Linked DNA regions of Anas platyrhynchos: region 2 is linked to region 1. A link is a contact called in public Hi-C data. All regions are on one chromosome and are shown on one strand. Each heading gives the region's core, a stretch centred on a gene start, on an enhancer-like site or on the middle of the called end of the contact. The rest is flanking DNA. Distances are from core to core; before and after follow the strand shown.

Region 1 (7,213 bases), core at 1,456-3,955:
ATTTCTTAAAGTGAAGTTATTAATAAGATCATTGATTTTTAAAAATCAAACATCTTCCTTGGATATAATGCAAATTGCATATGCATCTAGGAGTTCAGTAAGGAAAGGGTGTTAAGTACCAAGTGGTGGATCTGTCATTGTTTCTTATTCTGAAGCAAGCATGCTATTTAAACTTTATGTTGATCTTCAAAATGTTTTCTCCACAAATATCCCACTTTGCCATAAAATGATTCTGCATCTCCAAATAGCCGGGGTCTTTGTGTTTACTACTCACCTCTACTTCCAAAATTAAGTATTCTGTTCTCACTCAGATAACATTTCCATTTGATCTTCTGAAACATGACCAACTACTTTCACATATTATACTTTTAGCAAGTGTGTGGAGGTTAGTGTGTTTTTTTGTTTTGTTTTTCCCTTTTTCTTTTTTAAAGATTGAATCAAACATTATTTTTGATGTCTCAGAAGTAACTATCCTGAGAACACGTTATACTCTATCTTGGAAAACACTGCACTTCCAAACCTGTTGCTATTTACATTGGTGTCACATCCAGTTATATCAGACACGCTGGATTACATTGTATAATGAAAGCCGTATTGCTGTACTCTAATCTTTATCTCTTTATATCCGATCTCCTTTGAGTTGCACATAAGTATTGCTTATGGTTACTTAAAATAGCTACTGCCTTTATTTCAAGGGCAGTGTGATGAACACTTAACACCCAGCCCTGTGTTGGTAGCAGCTACAAATCCTGTATCTTTGGTTCTTGCATGATTTAATGTGGAAGCTGCACGGATTCAGGTACAAATAGGTACAGATAAGTGCTTTCATTTGAATTTCACGTTTGAAAAATCTGAAACCTGTGAAATCATACACGTGCAGAAAAATGTAACGCATTTTTTGAGCCACTGTGTTCTTCTGAGAGACTTGGAATTTATACCCTTCCTCACAGAGCGGGTCATGCACTCTTGTTCAGAAAGTAAGAGAAAAAGAGATACACGTGTTAAAACTGACCTGAACTAGATTTGGTTTTAACATCAATGCTAGAGCCATTCAGAGCCTTTAACAGACTTCTGACCTCATTTGGCAGCCAGCGTAAAGGAGCAGTTTCTGCTGACTTTGGGAGACTTGCACGTATACGTATAGGTTTTACTTATTAAGTTATTCTTGCACATTGTGCTGACTGCCTAAGATGGTACTGTGGAAGAAACACACTGATTAATATTATTAGCTGCAAAATCCATGTTAATGCAGCATTTAGAGAGAGTCGTTAGGGGATTCTGCACCAAATTCAGCTCTTTCTCAGGGCACCCTGAGTTTTAGCTGCTGGATGCACGTGCTGATACAGAGATTTTATACACGACTTCATAAAACTAAGCAAAGTGAAGTAAAATTCAACTTTCTTCTTACAAAGACATAGCGATTACATACGTATGGCCCTGTGGGACAAGTCTTTCCCTAATTAGCCTCTCCTCTGCCCACCCCATTCTTCACATCCCTGCTGTACTCCCCTGTCTTCGCATCCACCTCAAGGCTTGTTGGTAGTTTCTGTGCTCAGCCTTGTTTGAGTCTCAGGGTGGTCCTTTCCTCTCTGCTCCCACCCTGGCTGAAGATGGACAAACTCTGGAGGCCTGTGTCGGTGCCCTTTGTTTGCAATAATCCTTAACAGATCTGAGTTTTCCATGCCTGGTTGTTTATTCTTGCCCTGGTATTTTGAGGATAATTGTCTGCTTGATGTCCCTGGGCACCAGAAAGCCTTCCCTCTTCACTTGGAGATGAATGTGATGAAGTTTATTACTTTAGGAATAGCTCCAGGAGCAAAATCATGCCTCAGTCTGGGATGCCAGACAAATCCTTGGAGCGGAGCTTTGATCAGGATGGGGATGTTCGCTGTCATGGTGTTCACCATTACAGGTGAACATGAATGGTTTGCACCATTCAGAGATCTCAGAAAGTTGCACAGCTGTCAGATATGATTTTCTTTTCTTGGCATACCCCGTATCTCTGTTATTTTTTCTCCCCCATCTTCTGTTTTCTCATCACTATTCCTTCAACTGAAGGCTTCAGTCCCCTCAGGTCTGCCAGTACAACTACAGCTATCGTTTTTTTCCTGGTATTTTTGCAGTTCTGTCAACACGATCACAGTCAGTTTAAGTCTCTTCGCAGTTTTGTAAAAAAATTGAGATTCGGTTGATACAACTTCTCTAGGGAGTGAGATATATACGGTTGTGCTCACTGCTATGAGGTAAGAGGTAACCACATAAGGAGGAGACCAGTGACTCCTTAATCCTCCTCAGCTGCAGCCGCAGTCTGAATTCTGCTAAAATTCAGAATTTAGAAAACCCCAATGCGGTTACGCTGATGGATGAGGAGACTGCGGTGGTGGTGGGGAGGAGGGAAGAACCAGTGGCTCTGGTTCCCTAATATTTAACTGTTACTTGGCCCTGTGTGGCTCTTTTCCAGCTCCTTTCCAGTCTGCCTCGCTGCGGGGACACCTGCACTGTGAAAACGTGCTGTTTTCTCATGTTAGAAGAAAGTAACTTTTCCAGCTGATCTGCAGAGAAGAAGTACTTCGACCTCCAAACTGGGAACAGTCATTTGAAATTTAGCAAATCTCCCATGCTGATGTCAGGGATATGACTTTTGCGGTATCTCTTAATAATACACCCACGTTTGACCTGGTGGTGAGTAAGCCTCTGCACAGTCTCACTTCACATGTAGGGGCTTAGTTCATCTAAGCTGAGCTCTCCCCAGACTATCTGCATATCCTCCCACAAGCCTTACTTGCCAAGCAGACTGGAGATGCTCCGCTCCGAGGCTTCAAAGGCTAAGCCAGCATTTCTTTGCAATTAGGTAGGAACGTAGCACTGGGATGGACCTCCCACCGTGCAACAATTACTGTGGGAAAGTGGTAGCGGCCCTTCCCTTATCCACCCCTTGCTTAAAAAGAACAAAAAAATACAGGGAAGAATAAATAAGGAAGACTCTCTTTCCGAGTTCCTCTCTTTTCGTGCTTCAGGCTGCTGTCCTGCTCTTTTATCAGCACATTTCTCTAGAAGCTGACTCACAAGCGGGGAATCCAGCCTGAGCCCCTTTACATGAGCATTTAAGTTGGTGATATGTCTCAGGTTTTCAGAACTTTTTAGGTTTGTATTGTTCAAAAAGGGGTGGTGGTGGGGAAGCTGCTACAGAAACCCTGTAGAAATCTCTGCACATGCCATGAACTCAGGACTGAAAGCATAAAAACGACAATGTTAAGATTTATTTTTTATTTTTTTTAGAAAGTAGAACTTTTATCAACATGCATTTCTCCATATTTTGAGTCTTTTTTTTTTAATATATATATATAATATATATATTTATATAATACATATATATATATTAAAAGGGATCTAGTAGGTATTTTTTTCCTTTAAATATATAAGTAATATATTCTGTTGTTTTGGAGAATTGTAAAACTGCAGAGAGAATATCAAAATCTTTTTTTTTTTTTAAATAATATCTTACTTCACTATCTGCTTATGGTCCCTACATTTCCTTAAACAGCTTGTGGCAGCCAAATAACATCACGTAATTGATTGATCGTACGATAAATTGTAAATTATGGGATACAAAGAAACATTTATCATTCTCCTCACAATAATGGAACAATGTTAATTAATAATACAAAGACAAAGAGAAATACTAAATACTCAAGAAAAATATGTGGCATTAAAGATTACATTAATGTGGCTCACATGCTGCTGCCTTTTGCTTGTTTTTCCCTTTCACTTTTGGTTAAAGTAGGATTTTCCAAAGCACAGGAATTTACTTATCCTCTTCCTAGTTCTTTCAAAACATAGCCTACTGAAAATCAGACTGTCTGTCCTACACTGTCCCATATTTTTGCTTTTGTTCTCTAATTGGGAAGAAAAATAAAACATGGAAAGTTCCAAAATATTTGGGTTTTGAAATGTGGGCTTAGGGCATCTTTAATGGATCACCATACCACAGCTAGAAGGGTCTCTATTGTTCTTTATGGAAAATGTAATCCATTCAGGGACCCCAGATGACAGGGAGAAATGAGGGACCTAACCATGACAAACTCCTGATGAGTAATGACAAGCCATCCTGAAGCAAAACATTTAGATTCACTTGGACAGTTCAAAACATGTTGGATTCTCTTTTATTCTCCCAAAGGGACACTACATTGTTTTGGCATAACCAGCTTTTTTCCTGTGGAAAAACAGAATATTGCAGAAACCACTTCTCTGTTAAAAATCATGAACAGAAAATTCTGGGGCGGCAATAAGGGAAGACATCAAGCCAAAACCAAGCACATTTGAAAACGCCCTCCCTAGAGAACACTAGGACTGCTCCAACCTGGCAATAAGAATTTTATATTATCTCCATATTTTACACGAAGCATAAAGGTAAGTATATTTCATAGACAGTGAATGTAACATGATGAAATCCATGTGGCGTGACTTGCTATGTTTCAACACATTGAAAATACGATGTTTCACAGAGGCCCTCAAAAGCTGTGTTTGTTTAAAAACGTAAAAGAACTTCTGTGGAAAGCTTAGGCCTTTGAGGTAAAAAATGCCACACGAGATTTCACAACTGTTTTGCTGGGACTGGGCACTTTTGAAAAAAAAAAAAAACACAAAACAAAAACAGTCTACAAAGCAAAAGCTTCAGCTTTTAGCTTTGGAAACATACTTGTAGCTATAGAAACATACGGCAAAATTCATTGTTATTTGTAATCCAGAAATATACTGCTAGGTTCAGTTCTCAAAAAAATGCACAAAAAATTTACTGATGGCAGCAAAGTAGAAGATTTGGGATGGGTTTCTCTTACTGAAATTTAGGATGCTGGTAGTGAGGATAACCTGCCAGGCCATCCTATAGCCTTGGTGCTGCAAAAGTGAGATTGAGTCCGTGATGGCAGGTGGTGGCTGCGAAGTACAAGAGAGCCTCTGGTTTTCTAGAATTGGCAGCCATCTCAATGTATATATTTTAGGACAGTTTCCACGTTAAATATGGCAAACTTTGTCCTGGCTGCCTTTATATCAGGGCAGACTTCATCATCATGATAGTGGGTAGAGAACAAAGCCTGTCATTTTCCATAACCCAAGTTAATCACATGCTTTGCCGAAGGTAAACAGGTAATTCAGCAAGTTGGAGAGCAGAAGTGACAAAGACATCAGCCAGTGAAGCTCTGAAGATCACCACCTCTCAGCTTTTTCCCACACATGAACCCAGCCCCTGGGCCAGACCAAAAGTGTCCCATATAGATCAGAAGGCACTGAGAGGTGGGGAGTCCACACCTTTGGGTGGCAGAGGCTCAAGGGAACGACAGGCATGAAGAACAGAGCAACAAACCAGATCAGGAATCTGCCTGCTATTTGACAATGATGACTGCTTATCGGCATGCGGATCACTTGTCAGCTATGTTATATGATCGCTTATCTGGTTCTCGCAGGCATGCATCATACTTTTTTTGTTCTTTGTATGGTTTTCAAAATGGGATGCTAGTCCCCATGGCAAGTCTGTTGGGTATTTTCATAGTAGGAGCTATAGGAATATAAAGACACCTTACTAGGCAGACATGCAAAATAATCCTAACAATTCTGGACTTAATCACACCCAGCTATTGAAGCCCAGGCTCATTGCAGATTTTTGCTGGTAAAAGTGAAAAATGCTCTTTTTGCTTCATGATCATTCTGAGAATGTCTGTGGAGTCAAATTAAAATGGACGAGTGTATTTCATAGCTGAGTGCTTCCCTTTGGAGCACTTGTGGCTCTTCAATAGCTCAGAGAAAACAAATTGCAAATGGATCCTGTATGGTTTCAATGCTACTTTAAATGTATTAGATTTTTTTTTTTCTTCCAACATCACCTGACAAAGTGCTGTTTATTAATGTATTCAGTGTGTTTCAATACAATTTTTCTTGTCTTTTTTTTTTTTTTTTTTTTTTCTTTTTCTATAATTGCTTTTGTTAGTCATTTCTGTAGGCAGCTAGGCAGCTGCTGCTGCAATCCGTTTGTTATTTGCGGTTGGCTCCAGATTTAACAAAATGCAACTGCACCCTCTTGTGGTACCTAATACGTGGATTATTTTGGTTTCATGGTACCTCCCGGTTTATTTTTTCTGAGCAAGAAAAATAAAAACAAATACCAGAAGTGTCCTGAGGCCACACAGAAACAAAGCTTCCTGGAGAACTTCAAAAACTTCGCTGCAACGTAGGAATGTCTGAGCTCTGGCAGCCTTTGAAGACAAACTTCTGTGGAGAAAGCCTTCAAAGGCACCCCGGGAAACCTTTGTGCTCTTGATTTTTGGGGGGATTCCTATCACAATATAATCTTCAAGAAAAACAGAGTTCATATGGCTGTATGCGTATAAACAGTACATTTACAACTAAGTCTAAGGACAATAATTCATTATAAGTATCCAGCATGGACCTGAAAACTAGTTCATGTTCATTATTATCTACATGTATAAATTCATGAACAGGCATTTGTTCAGACATCAGTCTCCTTGTATGTACTAATGGAAATATTGTATGTTCTTGGATGGAAATATGCTTGTGAAGAATGCAGGTTAGGCTGCACATTAAAGGTTCAACTTTGAACAATTCTAAATCTTGAGTTTTTTTGTTTTTTTTTTTTCCCCTTTGGAGACTCCTGTGAACACCTTATATAAAACAACTGCATTTAAATTCATGAATGCATTTATATGCTGGTCTCGGAGGAGTGGTGGCAGGCGAAACAAGAACTCCTTCAACTTGTGAAGCAAGTGTATGGGCATGTCCATCTTCACCTGTAGTACAGTGGCTCACAGAGGTTTATTCAATATTTCCCTAACTTAAAAAAATAATAAAGAAAAAAAATGTGTACAGGAAACTCATTTTTCTTCAAAAGATCCCCAAACTCTTTTTTTCCTCTCTCTCTTTTTTTTTTTTTTTTTTTTTCTTGCACACAACCCTCTTCCTCCCCCCCCCCAGCAAGTTAGTGAAAAAAGGAGAAAAGGAGCTTCTCCATGAGATAAAATGGAGGATATATATATATATATATTTAATAATAATTCATCATGTTCTCCATAAGCAAAAGTGGTCACAAAGAAAAGAGAAAAAGATGCCAAGATAGTAACACAGTATTTGTGAAAATGTAACTTTTCACAAGTAAATTTTGAAGAAAGAATGGTGAAAAAAAATGTATAATTTTAATAGCCAA
Region 2 (7,213 bases), core at 3,197-5,696, 260 kb before region 1:
TACACAGTTTACTGTACCAAATAACACGCCCATTTCCAGAATCAGCCGGCTGGTCTGGAAGAGGGAGAACCAAATTATGAACGTACAGTTCTGAATGTAGAATGTGCACAGTAGCACGCTTCTGTACAAGCAATCTTAGGTGGTTACAGAATTGGTTTCAGCAGAATGAGTGAAAAATTACACAGGAATTCTTACCTTCTGTCCTAACGTGCTCTCATGTTCATTGGTATTGAAAACAGTGACATTTTCCAGGTTGAACTGACTCTGCAAGTTGAGTCCTGCAGAAAATAGAAGGTCAGTCCCAAAAGCTGTGAAGCTCATAAGTCTGTTAGTTCAGTTCGTTATTTATAAGATACTGCTATTAAATTCTCAGAAACAGCATTCAAAACCTGTGCTTGAAATCACAATAAATTAAAGCCACCTACAACACTAACAACAGAGACAAGAAATAAGATACAAAGTGCTTTTCTCCAACCGGATTTCATCTGCAACCTTCACAAGCTTAAAAGATGAAACCTATTTAGTCTTTGCCATGTGTTAGGTGTGATGAAATGGAAAAACCTTACCTGATTTTTCAGAAAGCGGAAATAACCTAGCCAAGAACAGCTGAATTCTTCCACAGAAGACTGTGTTTTGTGACTTTGATAGTCTTCTTAGGAGATCTAAATATTGCAAAAAGTACAGAATATCAGTATTTGTCCCTCTTTCAATTTCTTACATGCTAGACTTTAAGACTTGCTAATCACATCCCATGTAACTCATGAAAAGATGCTAAGGTTTGTAAATTTAAATGCCAGTAACTTCCTCAGATCAGCCACAGTTTTCCCAAATGTATTCTATTTATTCTCTGAATTCCTACAGTGGCAAGAAAAGATTAGTTCAAACAAATCCAAATCAAATACTGCCTCTGACTGGGGCCTTGTCATTGCTGAGAGATAAATACTTTTCAGATGTTCTTCTGTAAGTACCTCCACTGCTGAAGAGATTTCCCTACGGTCAGAATAACTTTTACATTAATCTGCAAGACTCATGAACATGCACTAAGATACGTGACCTGCTTTTATTACTTATTGAATGCATCTGATCAAATTATTAAACTCACTTTAATCTGCTCTTCCTTAATTCCCCACCACAACCTGTGAAAAACTAGAACTCACCATTGCACATTCGTAGCAAGTAATTTTTCCCTGCAGAATAAAACGTATTCTGAAACAGAGTAAAAAGTATTGAGATCATTAAGAGATAGCAAAAGTGTTTTTCAACAATTTTAATTAAATCACAAGCAAGTATAAGTCTTTCCTACTCTTAACTCTAAATTTCAGTTTTCCCTTAAATAAGAAACTGTTTTCACAAAAGGCCAACATAAAAAAAACAACCCCACAAATTTATTTCAAGAAAGCATAAACCACAACACTTAAATCCAGTTTCCCCCCCTCAAATGAAAAGGAAAAAAAAAACAAACAAATAAACCACTAAAAATCCCCACACATAACAATGAACTGTATGAGTGGGATCCTCTGTTTTTCCTGGACCACACTATTTTTTACACTCATTTCCCTTATCCTTCCGTGAATTATTTCTATACATACATAAAGAGCAACACACAAAAGATTTAGAGCATTCACAGTAATAGTAGTTTGGCAGTAAGAAAATGAGAGATGCTTAAATGAATGATAAGAAGCAGTTTGTGAATATACTGGGGAAGACTACATTATCTCCAATAGAACAGCCTTAATGTCTATGGGAAGAAGTCTAGGAAAGAAAAGAAGACAAGGAAAACAAAACATGCTTAATGCTACAACTCTAACACAGACAGATGCACAGACAATTAAAATCTGTTTATAAAAATGGTTTGGGTAGACAAAAGCTTTGGCATAACATACATTTTGGAAAAATACTTACTGATTTCCATGTAGCAACATTCTTCTCCACAAATGTGAAAATTTTGTCACACTGATCCAAAGGCAAGCAATCCAGAACATCTCCCAGAAGCACAAAAGGGGTTGATGCAGTGCAGATACCTATGAGGAACAGCGAGTGTTTTGTTCAGCAAATTTGAACTGGAATGCAGTAAGATGCATGGCATTTGATGGACATGTTCCCAAAGAAGCAAAAAAGTTCTCCTGGGTTTCTACATAGCCTAACAAAAAGCTTTGGCTGAAGTATGAACTCCCACTGAAGATATTTTTGTATGCATGTACACATGCAGATGAGAGCTTTGTATTAATGTGCAGAAAACACTAAACAAGAACTGTTTTAAAAATCTCAGAAGACTCAAACAGCTAGCCTTGCATCTCACAATTAAACTCCTTCAGACTTCTAAATCCATAGTTCTACTGCATACACATAAGAAGTCTGAGAGTCTTTTCCTCAAGCATGTATATCCACACTCTGCTCTGTACCTTGCTAATGTCTACATTCATTGTAATCATAGATCATGTTATTCTACAGTTGTTAAGACACATACGTAATTGAGCTATACTTAATAAAACAAGTATTTGATAGGTAACGTGAACAAGTAAATAAATGGAAGTATGTGAAAGACTCTTCAAAAGAGATTAGCACAATGATTTCTGACACAGAAGATGAAAGTTATCAAAACAGATTCAAGTATCTAAAAAACACCTGTGTCCTGACAGGTCAGTATGTGGGAGATGAGCAGAGACATTCAGTAGAACTCAAAAAAAGATTCCAACACAAAGGTCACACAGGTAACTGAGTTTAATTCTATTTCACTCCTCTCATGAAACAGAGTTAATCACTACCCTAAAAACCGCATATTATCAAAGCCAACTGCTGAATACAACTTACAAAAATCAAGGTATTAAAATCTGAAACAACCCTAAAGCCCCCCAAACTGCCAATAGATTTGAAAAAAGATGCTCACCTTCTGTGACTCCATTAATAGCAAGAGAAATAATTGCCAGGAGATTTTCACATGGAGCTTTATTTATCTAAGCAAAAAGAACAGTTTTAAACTTCTTTATTCTGACTTTAATATATTTAATGAAACCAAAATTCTTGTTTCCAAGCAGGGGTATTTATAACAGATATTGACATTGAAATTTCAACCTGTTACATCAGACCCATCAGTTAACTGTATACAGATTTAATGAATGAACAACACTTCTTGACCAGTTACAGCTTTTGAAGACCCTACAATATTTACTCTGCAGACTGTGTCATTCACCTCTGAATATAACTACCCTCCATTCCACCTACACTCAAGTAATACTAACAAAAACATCCTCTGTTTCCTTTTGTTTACCGTCAGGCAACTTTGTTACATGCTAGTAACAGATGACCCACTCCACCCTACTCTTGAAGTATAATGCAGAATAATCTGTATTTATGAACTCAAATTTTCAGACTGTTTTTTTTTAAATAACCAGTATTTCCCAATACTGCAATAAGCTGCTGTTAAACTAATATCCTAACTAGTGGATTAAAGTTGGATTTATACTAAAAAACATGCCTTAGCAGTTTGAAGTACTTACTATTTCTTCTTCTACAATAACTCTAAAAGCTTGATCCAAGGTACACTTCTTTTCATTTTCACTGCAAACGCAAACACCCCACATCAGTTAATAACGTTATTATTAGGAACACACAAAAAAGATCTGGAAACGGGCACCTTTTAAAGCCAGTGGCAGCCACTTACCTCCCAGGAATCTGGTTAAATGCGTTCAGCAGCGGTTTGATAGTTTTGTTATGCAGGGCCTCTCTGGTAGAAGACTATCAAAGTGTGAACAGACAAAAGTTACAAGGGCAGTATGAAGCTGGAATGGTACCAAGGTTGTTTCTGCCAGATCACTTTTGTTTTCTGCCACCTGATGGTCAGAAATGCGAGGGAACCGCGTGTACTGCACCCCGCGTACTGATTTACATGTAAACACACACCACGTAGCGACTTACCAAGGAGTCTTTGGAAACAAATCGGGTAAATAACACGAAATATGTAGCAAATTAGGCATGTGAGGTAGCAGATCACGCCTCACACCCGAGGGCTGCATGGTGGAAGCGAAGCACAAAGGGGCGCGCTGCGCTGTGCCCGCTGCTGCGCCTACCACACTCCCAAGCCCCCCACAGCCTCCCCCTCTCAGCAGGGGGATTTGGGGCGGTTTGGGATGGGGGTGCGAGCCCCACTCCCCGCTTTTCGCGGCGCCTTACGGGCACCTCAGCACCCAGCCGGGCCCTCCCCGCAGCCAGGCGCGGCCCCCCTCAGCACGGCCCAGCGCGAGATGGCGGCAGCCGCGCGTCCCCCCGGCCCCGTCCCCGTCTCCCCGGTGCCCCCCGGGCTGCTCACGGTGAAGCGGAGCCGCGCCTCGGGCAGGCTGAAGAGCGGCGGCGACATGGTTGGGCTCCGGCCCGCGGCGCTCCGCGATGACGCGATGGCGGCCGGGCGGCCGTTGGCGCTGAGGGCGGGCCGTTAGTGAGGCGCTGCTCCCCCCCCCCCCCAACGCCCTCATTGTGGAAAAAAAAAAAAAGCTGCTTTTTACCTACCCCGTGTTTTAATTTCTGTTTCTTTGGGTTGTGCAGGTGGAAGGGAAAGACCTGCGTCTAGCAGCTCCGAAGACCTTCGCCTCTTCTGCCTGCCAGTGTCAAATACAGCTCCCTATTTTAAAAATTTGTCCATCATTATTTCAGCAACAACACAACATTTATTTATTTATTTATTTTTATGCCCAGAAAATCAATATACTGTTCATACAGCGTATACAGCAATGTACTGTTCATACAGCATATAGCTCAGGAGGTCTTGACCTGGACGTGGAATTTAAGCGCTATTCCTGATGTAGCACATTACTGAAGTAACATGTTAGAACACACTGGCTTACACATCTTCTAAATGTCTCTCAGAAAATGTGAGTGTCTGGGAACGAAAGTGTCGCAGTTACTGAACTTTGATATTGTTTTGAACTTCGAGGGTGGTGAGGCGCTGGCACAGGCTGCCCAGAGAAGCTGTGGGTGCCCCATCCCTGGAGGTGTCCAAGGCCAGGCTGGATGGGGACCAGAGCAACCTGATTTAGTGGTTGGCGCCCCTGCCCATGGCAGGGAGCTGGCACTGGGTGATCTTTGAGGTCCCTTCCACCCCAAGCCATTCTCTAGATCTATAATTATAATAATTCAGACACCTCAAAGAAAGCAGAGCCCCAGGGCACTTTCCCAGGTCTCCCAGGCACACAGTTCAGTACCTGGTTGAAAAGTACAGGTGCTGCCCGATTCCTTTTATGTAGGCAGGAAAAACTAGGATACCTTTTTTTTTTTTTTTTTTTTTTTTTTTTCCTGCTTCTGGAAAATGCAAGTAATTATTTGCATTTTATTAATTGCATTCACTATTCTAAAAGCAAATATTAAAAACCTCAGAGATCATCTAGAAGCCTGTTTTATTGTGTGGCTCGTTCGCTTTTCTGCCGGCAGAGGGAAGCGTTTACCCAGAAAACAGAGGTGCGGATGGACGCCTGGTTCTGGTGGCAGTGCCAGCTGTAGGTTTGGCCCTTCGTCTATAAATGAAATCAATGTGTGACACTTCCTTAAAAAAAAAAATTCAGGGTCGTTTCAATTCATTTCAAAACCGTGGGGGGAAAGGGCTTCATAACATTGAATATAGGCATGATTAATCATTTGGAATGCGTCACCTGCATACGCTGTGAGACATACTGAATATTACCCATTCAGGCTTGCAAGAAAGTTTGCTTGGCTTTCTGCAACGTCTTTCTGATATTTCTCATCTCTTATTTTGATAAATTAAAACACATTTTCAGATGAATAAGGCACTGTATTATGTTGAGATTATTCTGATGTTGTCCCCCACCTCCAGAGCTGTATGAAAGAGAAACAAAGAGCTCTCTGAATAGGGTAAAAAAAAGCATTTATACTTTTACAAGAACAGTAGAAAGCCATTTGCAAGTGTCCTAAGGAGATACTGACAAAGTAAATGGTGTCTTTGTAGAATATAAATATTCCTTCAGCCAAGGCTGATGTTATAGAGGGCTGCCAGCCTGAAGTACAATGTAACTTGGTAGTGAGTACAGCATAGATTTTTTTTTTTCTTGGTGTAGGAACAGATAAAGAAGAAGAAAAATATTACTATTTTGACTTAATAGCCATTTTTTGCTTGATACAGGCCATGATTTTTTCCTCTGTTTAGGATGCTATTTGTCACTTTCCTATAGATCTTGTGCAGAGCAGGCACTGACCCTGAGCTGTTAGTACTCGTATTGGGCTATTGACAAGAGTCCAGCAAGCTGGCTGCTGTGATTGAAGATGTTTGTGCTCCAGCAGTTATGAGAGACTACTCTTCCCACAGCAAAGTCAGCAGCATGACATTTCTGCTTGCCACTTGGCTTTGCCATAGCACAGACACTGACAACTGATGGTTTAAAGGCATCTTCCACCATTCCAGCACAGATGCCAAACAATGCCCTGGGCTGGCAGATAAAATTGCTCTGCTTTGGGGATCAGAAACTCAGTGGAGCAGTAAAGGCAGTAACAAATTAAAACATGAAGAGGAGTCAACGTCCTAAATTGACTAGCAATATGTTAGAAATGTACACCATCATGTAGGCTGTCTTCTGGTATGTACTAGGTAGAAAGCTAAGGGGGGAAGAAAAGAGTTAACACTACTTTCTTTAAAACTAGTACAAGCCAAATCAGTTTTCAGCCCAGAATTAAAACCTATTTCCAGCTGAAAGTCCAGTTGGAAGAAAGCCATTAACAAAACCAGTATCTCAGAACATCTCTCTGCTCAGAGGGCAATTGATAGAACAGAGATCGCATTACCTTATGTCAATAGGTTGTGTAGTTGAAATTACAAAAAGCTTCACCTAAACCAGACACTATTTTTCTGGATACAATCCTTTTCCAAGACCAAACTGGGTTTCTATTTTAACTTCTGCTAACATTCCTGCAGAACAACATAGTCAGAAGCCTCTGAAGCCTCTGTCTCTGGTGGCAGTAGTGCTCGGTGTTTAGTTCTCCCTCCTTGGTTGCCCTTCCTTGTGCTCAAGGAGCTCTTCTTTTCAACACTTTTATTCCCTGGACAAGAACACCCAACATTCAGTGCGCAAGGATCAGCACGAAAAATGGATACATTCCCTTATTAGCCTGGTTTAAGTAGCTTACCTGGTATTCCTGAACCAGTCATGGGAAGTTGCACAAGACAGAGTCTTTCATCTTCAAAACAATGAATGAACACCAGAATACACAAGCT

The links. A called contact is a pair of places that touch in the nucleus more often than the background predicts.
Region 2: a Hi-C map of liver shows a contact between it and region 1, with 4 times the contacts expected there. The contact joins the promoter of THOC1 here to the enhancer-like site in region 1. A contact is called at or near these places in 3 of 8 Hi-C or Micro-C datasets (liver, skeletal muscle and subcutaneous adipose tissue).

Annotation. Positions count from the first base shown.
Region 1 is chr2:53,826,278-53,833,490 of IASCAAS_PekinDuck_T2T, reverse strand. It overlaps LOC140001886 (a long non-coding RNA gene), which reads left to right. Exons shown (of 4, transcript XR_011807570.1): 2 at 2,462-2,682; 3 at 4,178-4,410; 4 at 5,138-6,607. Among named protein-coding and RNA genes, the nearest start is that of YES1, 6.7 kb to the left of the region's middle. Within about 2 kb of position 2,705, at least 3 of the 8 cell types and tissues checked have an H3K27ac peak or open chromatin away from gene starts, as enhancers often do.
Region 2 is chr2:54,087,240-54,094,452 of IASCAAS_PekinDuck_T2T, reverse strand. It overlaps THOC1 (THO complex subunit 1), which reads right to left and starts at 4,446. Exons shown (of 22, transcript XM_027451976.3): 1 at 4,307-4,446; 2 at 3,662-3,735; 3 at 3,498-3,558; 4 at 2,888-2,954; 5 at 1,903-2,021; 6 at 1,158-1,206; 7 at 567-662; 8 at 196-278. The coding sequence starts at 4,354.